Linked DNA regions of Mus musculus: region 1 is linked to region 2. The links are chromatin contacts, called in public HiChIP or PLAC-seq maps. All regions are on one chromosome and are shown on one strand. Each heading gives the region's core, a stretch centred on a gene start, on an enhancer-like site or on the middle of the called end of the contact. The rest is flanking DNA. Distances are from core to core; before and after follow the strand shown.

Evidence for each region. HiChIP or PLAC-seq counts read pairs in DNA pulled down with a chosen protein or histone mark.
Region 1: an H3K4me3 HiChIP or PLAC-seq map of bone marrow-derived macrophages shows a contact between it and region 2, with 2.8 times the contacts expected there. The contact joins two enhancer-like sites. A contact is called at or near these places in 1 of 39 promoter capture datasets (pre-B cells), 6 of 115 datasets of contacts at active chromatin or transcription factors (bone marrow-derived macrophages, double positive thymocytes, embryonic stem cells and 1 more) and 3 of 9 other capture datasets (adipose tissue, liver and pancreatic islet).

The regions. Positions count from the first base shown.
Region 1 is chr6:125,538,345-125,543,730 of GRCm38.p6, reverse strand. Gm33144 (a long non-coding RNA gene) reads right to left here and starts at 1,079. Exons shown (of 3, transcript XR_378030.2): 1 at 624-1,079. Within about 2 kb of position 4,075, at least 13 of the 459 cell types and tissues checked have an H3K27ac peak or open chromatin away from gene starts, as enhancers often do. A contact at or near this core is called in bone marrow-derived macrophages, where this site is marked.
Region 2 is chr6:125,358,237-125,363,740 of GRCm38.p6, reverse strand. Tnfrsf1a (tumor necrosis factor receptor superfamily, member 1a) reads right to left here. Exons shown (of 10, transcript NM_011609.4): 6 at 3,168-3,244; 7 at 2,918-3,031; 8 at 2,621-2,649; 9 at 2,157-2,442; 10 at 1,258-2,054. The coding sequence ends at 1,747. Plekhg6 (pleckstrin homology domain containing, family G (with RhoGef domain) member 6) reads left to right here. Exons shown (of 17, transcript NM_198604.2): 16 at 22-699; 17 at 874-1,090. The coding sequence ends at 883. Among named protein-coding and RNA genes, the nearest start is that of Tnfrsf1a, 11 kb to the right of the region's middle. Within about 2 kb of position 3,655, at least 35 of the 459 cell types and tissues checked have an H3K27ac peak or open chromatin away from gene starts, as enhancers often do. A contact at or near this core is called in bone marrow-derived macrophages, where this site is marked.

The DNA of each region.
Region 1 (5,386 bases), core at 2,826-5,325, 180 kb before region 2:
ACTGGATAGACGAGAAGAGATTGGGTTCTTGGAACACATAGCAAGAGCAAGCCACATCAATGCTGATACGGAGTCCATAACTTTATGGTAGCTAGGCAAAGAGAAGGGGTAACACAGAGAAAGAGGGAGACCAGGGAAGGTGGAATTTGACACAGAAACAGATACCAAACAGAAAGGCAGTCTGAGATAGGCATGGTGGCTCACACCTGTAATCCCAGCGACTCAGAAGGATTGCAACTTTGAGACCAGTCTGGGCTACATAGTAGTCCTAGGCCAGCCTGGGCAAAAGAATGAGACTCTGCCTCAAAACCACACAGCAGAGAGGAGCCTGATAGGAGCTGCTGTAAAGAACTCCTCAGCATTTATCAACTGAAACTGAGGCACTGTGGTGGGCAGCTGTCTTGAGACAGTCATGACCAGGTTTGCTTCTTTGGGAGACTAAGTCCCTCCATTCTTCTTTACCCTGGAAAGCTCACTGACAGATACATATGATGAACTTGGAGTCAGAGGCACAGAACCAAGTGCAGTTTGCAACAGTGGCTGTAGCCGTTAGCCAAAAGGGGATTGAGAGAGGTGGGGGAGCCGTACCAGTGCTGCAGAGACTGGACTTCAAGAATCCATACCCATGAGTGGTAGGAGGTGTGGGCTTCCACGTGGATCCTGTTTGTTGTCCTCCGTGTGGGTCAGCAGAGAGGCTGCTCAGTTCAGTACTAACTTGAACTCCAGGGTCCACCAAGCTAACAGATCCAGAGGAAACCGCAATTGACATAGCCCTGGTTCCAAGCTACCCGCTAGTAAACAGGCAAACAATGCTCTTGTTGCTCTAGTCCCCGACCACCTTTTACTAACCAACTGGAAAACCCAAGGACAGCAGCAGACGTGCTCAGCAGCCACCGCTGCCGGTGACCCACATCTCCAACAGGACTCTTAACAACACAGGAAAATATCCCAAGAATCAACCAACAAGACTACAAGAAATTCAAGTCCTCTGCACCCCAAAGGAAACTCTCAGCACAGCAAGCAGATCCAAGGAGAGATATGTTAGGCAGCCACATCTCCGACAGGGCGGTGATTCCTAAAACATAAAAGGAATTTCAAAAGTTAACACCAAGAACGTGAAACTGATCATCAAGAAATGGACTAATAATAAAACAAAGATACAGTTCTCAAAAGAAGAAACACAAAGATTTAAAAAAAGATTTTTGTTTTGTTTTGTTTTTAAAGTTGGTCGTCAAAGAGATTCAATTGGGGGCTGGTGAGATGGCTCAGTGGTTAAGAGCGCCGATTGCTCTTCCGAAGGTCCAGAGTTCAAATCCCAGCAACCACATGGTGGCCCACAACCATCCGTAACAAAATCTGATGCCCTCTTCTGGAGTGTCTGAAGACAGCTACAGTGTACTTACATATAATAAATAAATCTTAAAAAGAAAAAAGAAAAAAAAAGAGATTCAATTAAAGCCACTTTGAGAGTCTATCTTAGCCCAGTCAGAATGGCTGTCAGCAAGAAAGCAAAGGCTGGTGAGGCTGTGGGGACTCGGGAGAGGAAGGCGTGGAGATTTAAGTTCTAAGCCAGCCTGGAATACGTATGTAGGCCTTAGCTAAAGAGGAACAAACAGAAGACCTCCATATATTTTGACATTGTAAAAATGACTAAATAGCTTATAGCTCAAAAACTATCCATGAGAGAATTTTTCTGATACTGAAAACCAGATACTGTGAGGATGGAGATACTGCACATTAAACAATGTACAGGGTATGTGGGAGTGCCATAGAGGGCGCCCACTGCTGAGATTAGTTATTACTAAATCTCTGAGATCTTACTAAATCTCTCCCCCTCCCCCTCCCCCTTCCCCTTTCCCTTCCCCTCCCCCTCCCTCTTCCCCTCTCTCTCTCACCTTCCCCTCTTCCTCTCTTTCTCCCTCTCCTCTCCCCCTCCTCTCCCTCTCCCTCCCTCCATCTCTCTATCTCTCCTTCCCACTCCAACTGCCCCTCCCCCTCTCCCTCCCTCCCCTCCCTTCCCCCTCCCCCTTCTCCTCCCTCCTCTCTTTGCAGCTATCACTTGCCAATAGCTCCTCAGCTAGGAATGGGCTTCATACCCACCTCCCTCCTCCAAGCTGGGGTTTTGCCCGACCTAAGCACGCCCAGGACTTGTGCATGCTGTCACAACCACTGTGAATTCATACATGCAACTGCCTGCCATGCTATCAATTAAAAACAGTTTCCTCGCGGTCACCCACAACCTCTGGCTCTTCTCATCCCCTCTTTCATGATAATCCCTGACCCTTGGAGGAAAGGCCTGATATAGATATCTCCTTTATGGCTAAGCACGCCACAGTCTCTTAGCCTCTTCGTGATACCCAGTCATAGACCTCTGTGTTAATCACCATCTACTGCAAGAAGTTTCTCTGATGAGGGTTGAGATATGCATTAATCTCTGGGTAGAGCTATAAGTTATTAGGAGTTGTTTCAATACTATGTCCACTCAGAGGAATGATAGTAGCAGGTCCTCCCCTGGGCCTGTGACCTGTCATTATAGGTCCCATCTCCTAGAATGGCCTTAAACCCAATCATAAAGTATTTAGTTATGCCCGTAATGTTAATGCCACGATTGCACTGGAGAGCTTGGCTTTCCAGGACAGTCGTTACTGTAGCGCTCAGGGTCACAGCTGGGTGAGTCACCATTATTTCTCTCCTCTGGTAGTGAGCTCAGTTCTTCAAGCAGAAAGTGTGTTAAAAATAGCACTGTGGCCTGGGAGTGGTAGAGTGGTTAGCATAAGTGAGGTTTTGTGTTCCATTACTAGCATCATAGACAGACAGACAGACAGACGGGTTGGTTTTTGTTTTGTTTCGTGTTTGGTTAGGGGGAGCATATTTTTTGTTTTGTTTCTGGTTTTGTTTTGGTTTTGGTTTTTTGAGACAAGGTTTCTCTGTGTAGCCTTGGTTGTCCTGGAACTCGCTCTGTACACCAGGCTGGCACAAACGTTATGTGAGTAACCAACCACTCTCTGCTTAGATTCAAAGCCCGTTTGTTCCACACTCGTGCTTCTCCCTCTTAACCAGGCCCAAGTACACGGCCGGCTAAGTCCTGGACCCCAGTGAGGAACCTAATACTAATTAATCTGCTAAATGACACAGAATAAACTGACCTCTAAGTTCTTTATATAATATCCACAGATTACTGCATCTCTCAACCTTCATTAGAGAAGCCTTAAAATATGCCTGTGAGAACCTGTGTGCGCGTGTTCTCAGAAGCCAGAAGATGGTGTTGGATCCCTTGGAGCTGCGATGGCAGATGACTGTGAGTCACCTGACATGTATGCCGGAACCGAACGTGGGACCTCTCGAAGAGCAGCAAGTGCTCAACTGCTGAGTCATCTCTCCAGCCGAGAGAGGCTTCTCCCTGCTGTTACTGTTAGAGACCCGTAACTGCTCAACATGCAGACAGTAAGCTACGATGGAGGACCTCCCTGCCCCTGTGTGGTCACCAGGAGCAGAGGACCTGCCATATCCTTCTCAGTCTTGGGAGTGGCTGCTGGGACAGTGGGTCCCAGCCCACCTGGCTTGTTTCACCTGGCCTCTGAGACTCCAATTTTCTAAGGACCAAACCCAACAAAACACAAAGAATGGAACAGAAACAAACAAACAAAATTCATTAAAAGAAAGGAAGGAAGAAAGAAAGAAAGAAAGAAAGAAAGAAAGAAAGAAAGAAAGGGGAAGGAAGGAAGAAAATTTTACAAAAAAATATTTTGTAACGTTATAAAAAGTAAAAATTTCCAGAGAATTACTATTTACTTAAAAAAAAAAAAGAAAGAAAGAAAGAAAAGGATGGTGGAGGGCTCAGCCCCGAACCAGATGTCCAGATCATATCCCTTCCCCACAAAGCCCAGAGCAGGCAGAAATACCAGAAGAGCCAAGGCAGCGGACATGTATAGTGAAACAGTTGGACAGATATGGCAAAGCCATTGCATACGAACTCACAGTGGATCTGACTATGCACAAGATCAGTCAAGCCAGGCAAAACCCCAGCATAGATGGAGACGGGCTCATAAAGCCCCACCCAAGTCTGAGGAGCTATTGGTACTCATGGCTGCTGAGTACACACGAGTTCATTTCCTGTAGGGAGGTAGCCCCCGGGAGGCCGGCTGTCCACGCTATAGTAATTGGCCCTGTGCCTGTGCACAGACAGGCAGCCCTCAGCAGATTCAGTGGGTTTAAGAACTGAGGACTTGAAATTGGAAGAAATAGGGGAGGGATTGAAGAGGAGGGGCTGAGTTTACTCGTGTCAGAAACATATGTATGTATGTATGTATGTACGTATGTATGTTTGTATGTATGAAATTCTCAAATGATAAAACAACACAATAAAACCCCCTGAATGATTCACCACACATGGCTCGCTATACATTAGGAGTTTTATATTAGAAAGAAATGGATATTATGGAAAATCCTAACAAGATGGACATCTAGATACGTGCTTACAAGAACTAGAGCATCGTAGGCATAGCTGCGTCTGCTCTTAAGCTCCTCCCCTTCCATGTGGCTGCCTTCTCCAGTGACATGGCCTCTATCCTGAACTTGACATCTATTATTTCTTGGCTTTAAAAATGTAGCTTCTGAGCCTGGCAGTGGTGGCAGTGGTGGCAGTGGTGGCGCACGCCTTTAATCCCAGCACTCGGGAGGCAGAGGCAGGCGGATTTCTGAGTTCGAGGTCTACAGAGTGAGTTCCTGGATAGCCAGGGCTATACAGAAAAACCCTGTCTCGAAAAACCAAAAAAAAAAAAAGTAGCTTTATTACCTGTGTTTACGTCCACAACTTTATTATTTTCTTCACTTGTTTTTGAGCATTGTGGACACAGAGCCCCACTTTGTGCATTTATTTTGCTATAAACAAAGCTGTTGTGTGTACCAGGTGCCAGTCTCCAGTGCCAGTGTTTGTCCCAGGGAGGCATGAAACGCACAAGGTTAGGGCATGTAGACAGCTTCACAGGTTCCAACTGGGCTCAAAGTTACTGCAACAGTTTATAGGTCCCGGGGCAGATCATGTGACCATCCCAGGGCAGATCGTGTGACCATCCCAGGGCAGATCATGTGACCATCCCAGGGCAGATCACGTGGTCATATTGATGTATCTCCTCATGAACACTCAATGGTAGCAGACAAACAGCACCGAGCTCCCTGATGCAATGGACCTACTGTGGCCCCCCTTCATTTCCTCAGCACCCCAGAGGCTCTGCCTCTTTCCAGGTGCTTTTATGGATAAATGAATGTTGATCCCGTTTGGTTTTCTTTTCTCTGAAAAAAAATGTTTTTTATCTTTGCTATCTTCTATAAACCCATTTCTAGTTGGGTTATCTTCTTAATGGTTTGTGGGAGTTGTTTATATAAT
Region 2 (5,504 bases), core at 2,406-4,905:
ACTTTCTACTCCTCACTGTAGGACTTTAGAGTTCGCCATCATCCCCCGCCTGGTGGTGACTGAGGATACAGATGAAGACACGCCCTCCATGCCGGATGACGCCTCAGACTCTGGCTACGGTACCTTGATTCCAAGCTCCCCGAAGGATTCTCATTCCCCCCTGAACAGGCTTCGGTCCAAGGCTCTTCGTAGAGACCCTCGCCTCACCTTCTCCACCCTGGAACTCAGAGACGTCCCCTTGCGCCCCCAGCCTCCCGACCCCCAAGCTCCCCAGCGGCGAAGCGCCCCAGAGTTGCCAGAAGGGATCCTAAGAGGAGGCAGTCTACCCAGGAGAGCCCCACCAATCTGGTCGGAGGAGGAAGACGAGACTTTGGCATCAGGGAATGTGGTGGTAGAAACCCTACACAGGGCGCAACGTCGGAGTCCGCTCCCCCACTCTCCCACTCATACTGACTCTGCTGGGGAAAGCCCCTGGGAGTCCTCAGATGAAGATGAGGGGCTTCTATCCCCTGAACTCCGCCCCCGCTCCCTACGGGAGGACATGCTCAGGGAGATCAGGGAGGAGCTGGCCAACCAAAGGATCGATGGAGCCTCGGAACCGGAACCAGGGAATGGCAAGCCCCGGAGGCTGACTCTAGCCCAGCTGCAGAGAATGAGGGTCCCCCACATCATACAGCTGGACACGCCCCTGTCTACATCGTAAGTGCAGAAACTACTATGGGACAGAAGGACAGTATGGAGTGGGGGGCCGTTCTAAGAGGCAGGCTGTGCAGAGCAGGGAACAACCAACGCAGGGGAGGGTACTCTGCTTTACCCATCAGCCCACTCGTTGCTTGACCTTGACCTAATGCATTTGTCTTCCTTCCTTCACAGAGAAGTATAAGGAATGCTGAGGCCCTTTGATACACCTCCTAGAGAAATTGTCTCCCTAAGAGTGCTGGCCACCACCTCCCCCGGACTCTACCTCAAGGATCCACCTCAAACCAAGCCTGACCCAGGCATCACCTCTGAGGACCCTGGAGGTCAAGAACTGAACATTTTGTCTCACAGACGAACCCCTGAGCCCTATATAAAAGTGCCCAGAAACATGGTTGTTTGGTGAACACTGGATGAGGATGGGAAACGGAAAGCATGGGTACCCACAGGGTGGAATCTACTGTTAGCTGGCAGGATGGCTGGACTTGCCGGGCTATTTTTTCATATCCTGGCTCTGCCCACTCTCTCCTATCCACAGACCACTCTTTCCAGGGTCAGCGATCATTTTTAGACGTTTAGTGTATTTACAAGAGTCGAGGGCTCCAGCTGGAGACCCCGCCTTTCTATGCTTGTCCTTACCTTACACAGTTCATCCATTAGTGTGATATAATTGATACAAAGATTGCTTATCAAAAGTGAAAAAGGCCCAGAAACCCACTGAGGAGGCCCTGAGAAGCTTGGCTTGGGCCCTGTGCATCCCAAGTGGGCACCAGATACATTGTGCCTTTCCTCTACAATCCTGTCTTTGGCACCCTCAGCTGGCCAGGAGCTGATGGTACATCTCCCTGCCACTCACAAGTGGCTGGCTCAGGCAGTCCTCGGCGGCTGAGAAAAGCTATGTACACCAAGTTGGTAGCACCAAGGAAGTGGCTACCAGCTCGAGCCTTCCCCTTAGAGACCTTTGCCCACTTTTCACCCACAGGGAGTAGGGCATCTAGCAGAATGGTCCTTGAAGTTCAAGTCCCTCTTCCTAAGGTTGTGGGTGTGGCTTTATCGCGGGAGGCGGGTCGTGGACGAGGGGGCGGGATTTCTCAGAGCCTCGAGGATATTCTCCAGGCACCCAGCCAGGTTCATCTTGGAAAGCACGAGGCCCACTACTTCCAGCGTGTCCTCGTGGCGCGGCGTGCGGCGCCGCCAGGCTTCCAGCATGCTGTACTGAGCCTCGCGCAGGCAGCGCCCGTTCTGCATCTCCAGCCTCTCGATCTCGTGCTCGCTCAGCCCCATGAAACGCATGAACTCCTTCCAGCGCGCTGGAGGCACGCCATCCACCACAGCATACAGAATCGCAAGGTCTGCATCTGGGGACAAGGACCGTGCACTTCCAGCAGCAGCCTGCCTTTGTGCCCTCCACCCTGCCCGACTCCCTCCAGGAGTAATGCCCCAGCAGGAACCCAACTCACTGTCAGGACGTTGCGGGTGGGCGGAGTCTTCCCATTTCTGAACAGAGGTGGGGGCTGGCACGGAGCAGAGTGATTCGTAGAGCAGAGGGTCAGCTCCCTGGGTTGGGACTACCTCACTGACAGGTGGCATGAAGTGCCAGTTACTAGGACCGAAGATGGGGCTGATGGGGGTACTGGAGACAGGAGAACTAAAGCCTGGGGTGCTGAAGCCCAGAGTGGGGTTGAAGCCGGAGGTGGGGCTGAAGGCTGGGGAGGGGGCTGGAGTTAGGGGCTTTCCAGCCTTCTCCTGAAAGAAAGAAAGCATAGCATTAGTGGGAGTAAAGAAAAGGACTCCCTTCGGGCGCTTTATTCTTTATGGGGGTGGGGACAGAGGAGCTAAGGGAGCCCACCGCCCTCATTCCAAGTAATTTAGGTATCAGGCGTTGGAAGGAGTAGTCAGGGAAGCTGGAGTCGTCCCTTCTCACCTCTTTGACAGGCACGGGATCCCTACAAACTGGAGAACAAAGAAACAAGGTGTCATGAATTTCACTTCCCTTTCAACGCTGACCTTGGGGACTTGTGGTGTCATGCCCCAGGGTCTATGTGGCCCCAGGGACAAGAGAATTACGGATATCAGTATGGCTTCCCTCCCACCATCCAGGGCCACTCAGCCTAGAGTCCTTAACCATGAAGAGAGGCCACCCCTCATTTCCCTCCAACTTGCCCACCCGAACCCCTCCCGTATCTCCACCAACACCCTATATCCCCAAAGTCCTACTTACTGATGGAGTAGACTTCGGGCCTCCACCGGGGATATCGGCACATTAAACTGATGAAGATAAAGGATAGAAGGCAAAGACCTAGCAAGATAACCAGGGGCAACAGCACCGCAGTACCTGCAGACCAGAGAGGTTGCTCAGTGTGAGGCCACAGCAGAGACTAGGGGGCTGGGGGGTAAAGGGTGGGGGTGGAGGGAGGTCATGGAGTCAGCCAGCCAGCTCGGTGAGCTGGCACCAAGCCACCCCCCCTCACCTGAGTCCTGGGGGTTTGTGACATTTGCAAGCGGAGGAGGTAGGCACAACTTCATACACTCCTCATTTTTCTTGCAGCTGAAAGAAGAGAAGGCACCGGTTAGCAGGAAGGCTGCCTGCAGTTCTTTGCTTTGCAAATGGTTTTGCTATCTCTTCAACCCGCCTTGAGAGCTGGTGGGGAAGAACGAGACAGTCCACACCGTACAACAGTTTACAAGCTGATGGGAGCCCGGGAAGGCTGTGTGGACAGGCAGGAGCAGAAGTGGATGCACGTGATCTCAGCACTTGGCAGGAAGTGACGAAAGGATCGGTTTAAGGCCACCCATGGCTACCCAGCAAGGTCAGGGTCAGCCTGGGCAACAGGAGATCCTGTCCAGAAAGAGACTAGAGAGGAAAGGGAGGGGAAAGGGAGAGAGAGGGCAAGTCGGCCATCTTGATGAGTTTGACACAGTCATCACCCCACATGGCAGCTCACGGCCATCTGTAACTCCAGTTCCAGGGTATCTAACGCCCTCTTCTGGCCTCTGAGGATACTGAGCAATGTACACAGTACACATATATGCATGCTGGCAAAACACTCATACACATAGAATGAAAATAAATAATTCTTAAAGTATTTTTTAAATGCCAGGCATGGTGACACATCCCAGTGGTCGGGAGGCTAAAGCAGGCAGATATTTAGGAGTTCAAGGCCAGCCTGGTCCACCTAGTCCCAGGCCAGCCAAGGCTACTCAGTGAGACCCTGAGTAAAAAGAAATAAATAAAATGAAATGAAATAAAATCAAACGGTCGAAGGGCTGAGGGTATTTTGGCTCCATGGTAGAGCACGTGAATAGCATGCGAAGAGCCCGGATTCAACAATCAATCAGTATTTTAAAAATAAAATTTAAAAGGCCTTTATAGTCAAGAGTAAAAATTCCATTCCAGTCATTGACTGGCAACATGACAGAAATAAGTCACTTCACTTTTCTGGTCCAGCATCTCATGGCGCTCATGACACCTCCTTCTGGGATCAAGTACTTGGCCCTGACATGGCACGGTAGACGGCAGCTGTAGTAGACTGGGTTTATCATTGTGTTTGCCGGTAGGGCATGGATCTGAAATGTCCTGCTGGGTCCATGTGTTGAAGGCTTGGTCCCAGCATACTGGGACATGGGGACTAGTATAAGTTAGGTCCCTGAGGGCTCACTTTTGACCCCTCTCCACACCCTTTCCTTTGGCCTCTCAGGGGCTGCGAGGTGAGCTACTGTGCTTGCACAGTATGCTCTGATCATGATGCCCCTGCCTCAGCACTGACTCTAAAGCAGCAACGCCAACCACCAGGAGCTGAATGAAACCAGCCGGTCTTTGCTTTAAGCTGATGAAGCCGCGTGCCCAGAAAGAGGACTCATATGAGACGCTGGAGGGCTTCCCAGCCAATGGTCCGGCTGCTTACAGCACTTGACTTTGGAGACGGCAGGCCTCAAGGGCACGGGAGGTTTTAGGATGTCTCTCATTGGGGCAGCCATTGAGAGCTGTCACAGGGCAGAGGGGATGAGAAAACTACACTGGGTGGGGGCAGGGGGACGGCAGAGGAACATGCGTTCTCAGCAGAACAGGGAAAGGAGGTTTTGTCTACCTCATGACAGGGTGAACACATGGGCACATGAGCTCTTTTGAGATGAAACTGCGTGGAAAAAAAAATAGAAAGTAGACAGCTTTGGTTCAGACAGTCCTATAGATTGTTGGTTTAGCTGTCTGTTTTGGGGATCTAACCCAGAGCCTCCAATACGCTAGGCCAGTGCTCTACCGTTGATCCACATCTCCACCCCCACTCTCCTTACCCTAAAGGTTAAGAAACATAAGGCGTAGAGAGGTAAGAACTTGCCCAAGGTTGCAGAGCCAGGAAAAAGGTAAGTTGGGATTTAACCCCCAAGTCAGGTCAACTATGAGAGTCTTCTCTGGAAGCAAATGTATAAGAGCAGCCCATGCGGAGCCACAGGAATGAGGAAGTCTGTCAGGGAGCCTGGGAAGAAGGGATCCCCAGCGGTAGAGCTTGTGCGAGCCAAACCTAAGATACCATCAACAGTAAGATGCACCAGAGTGCAGTCAAGAACAGCGCGCTCGGATCTAACTGCCCAGCACTGAAGAGGCATGCGAGCTATAGCACGTGTGTGTGGCAGTCAGAGGATGACGTTGTGCACCTGATATTCTCTCCTGTCACCTTTACAAGACGGGGTTCCAGAGCTTGAACTCAGGTTGCCAGACGTTTGCTGCAAGCGCTTTACCCGCTAAGCCCTATTGCTTATCCCCTAACGTCCTGGAGAAAGGGAAAGGGCTGTCTGATGTCTTGTAGTGT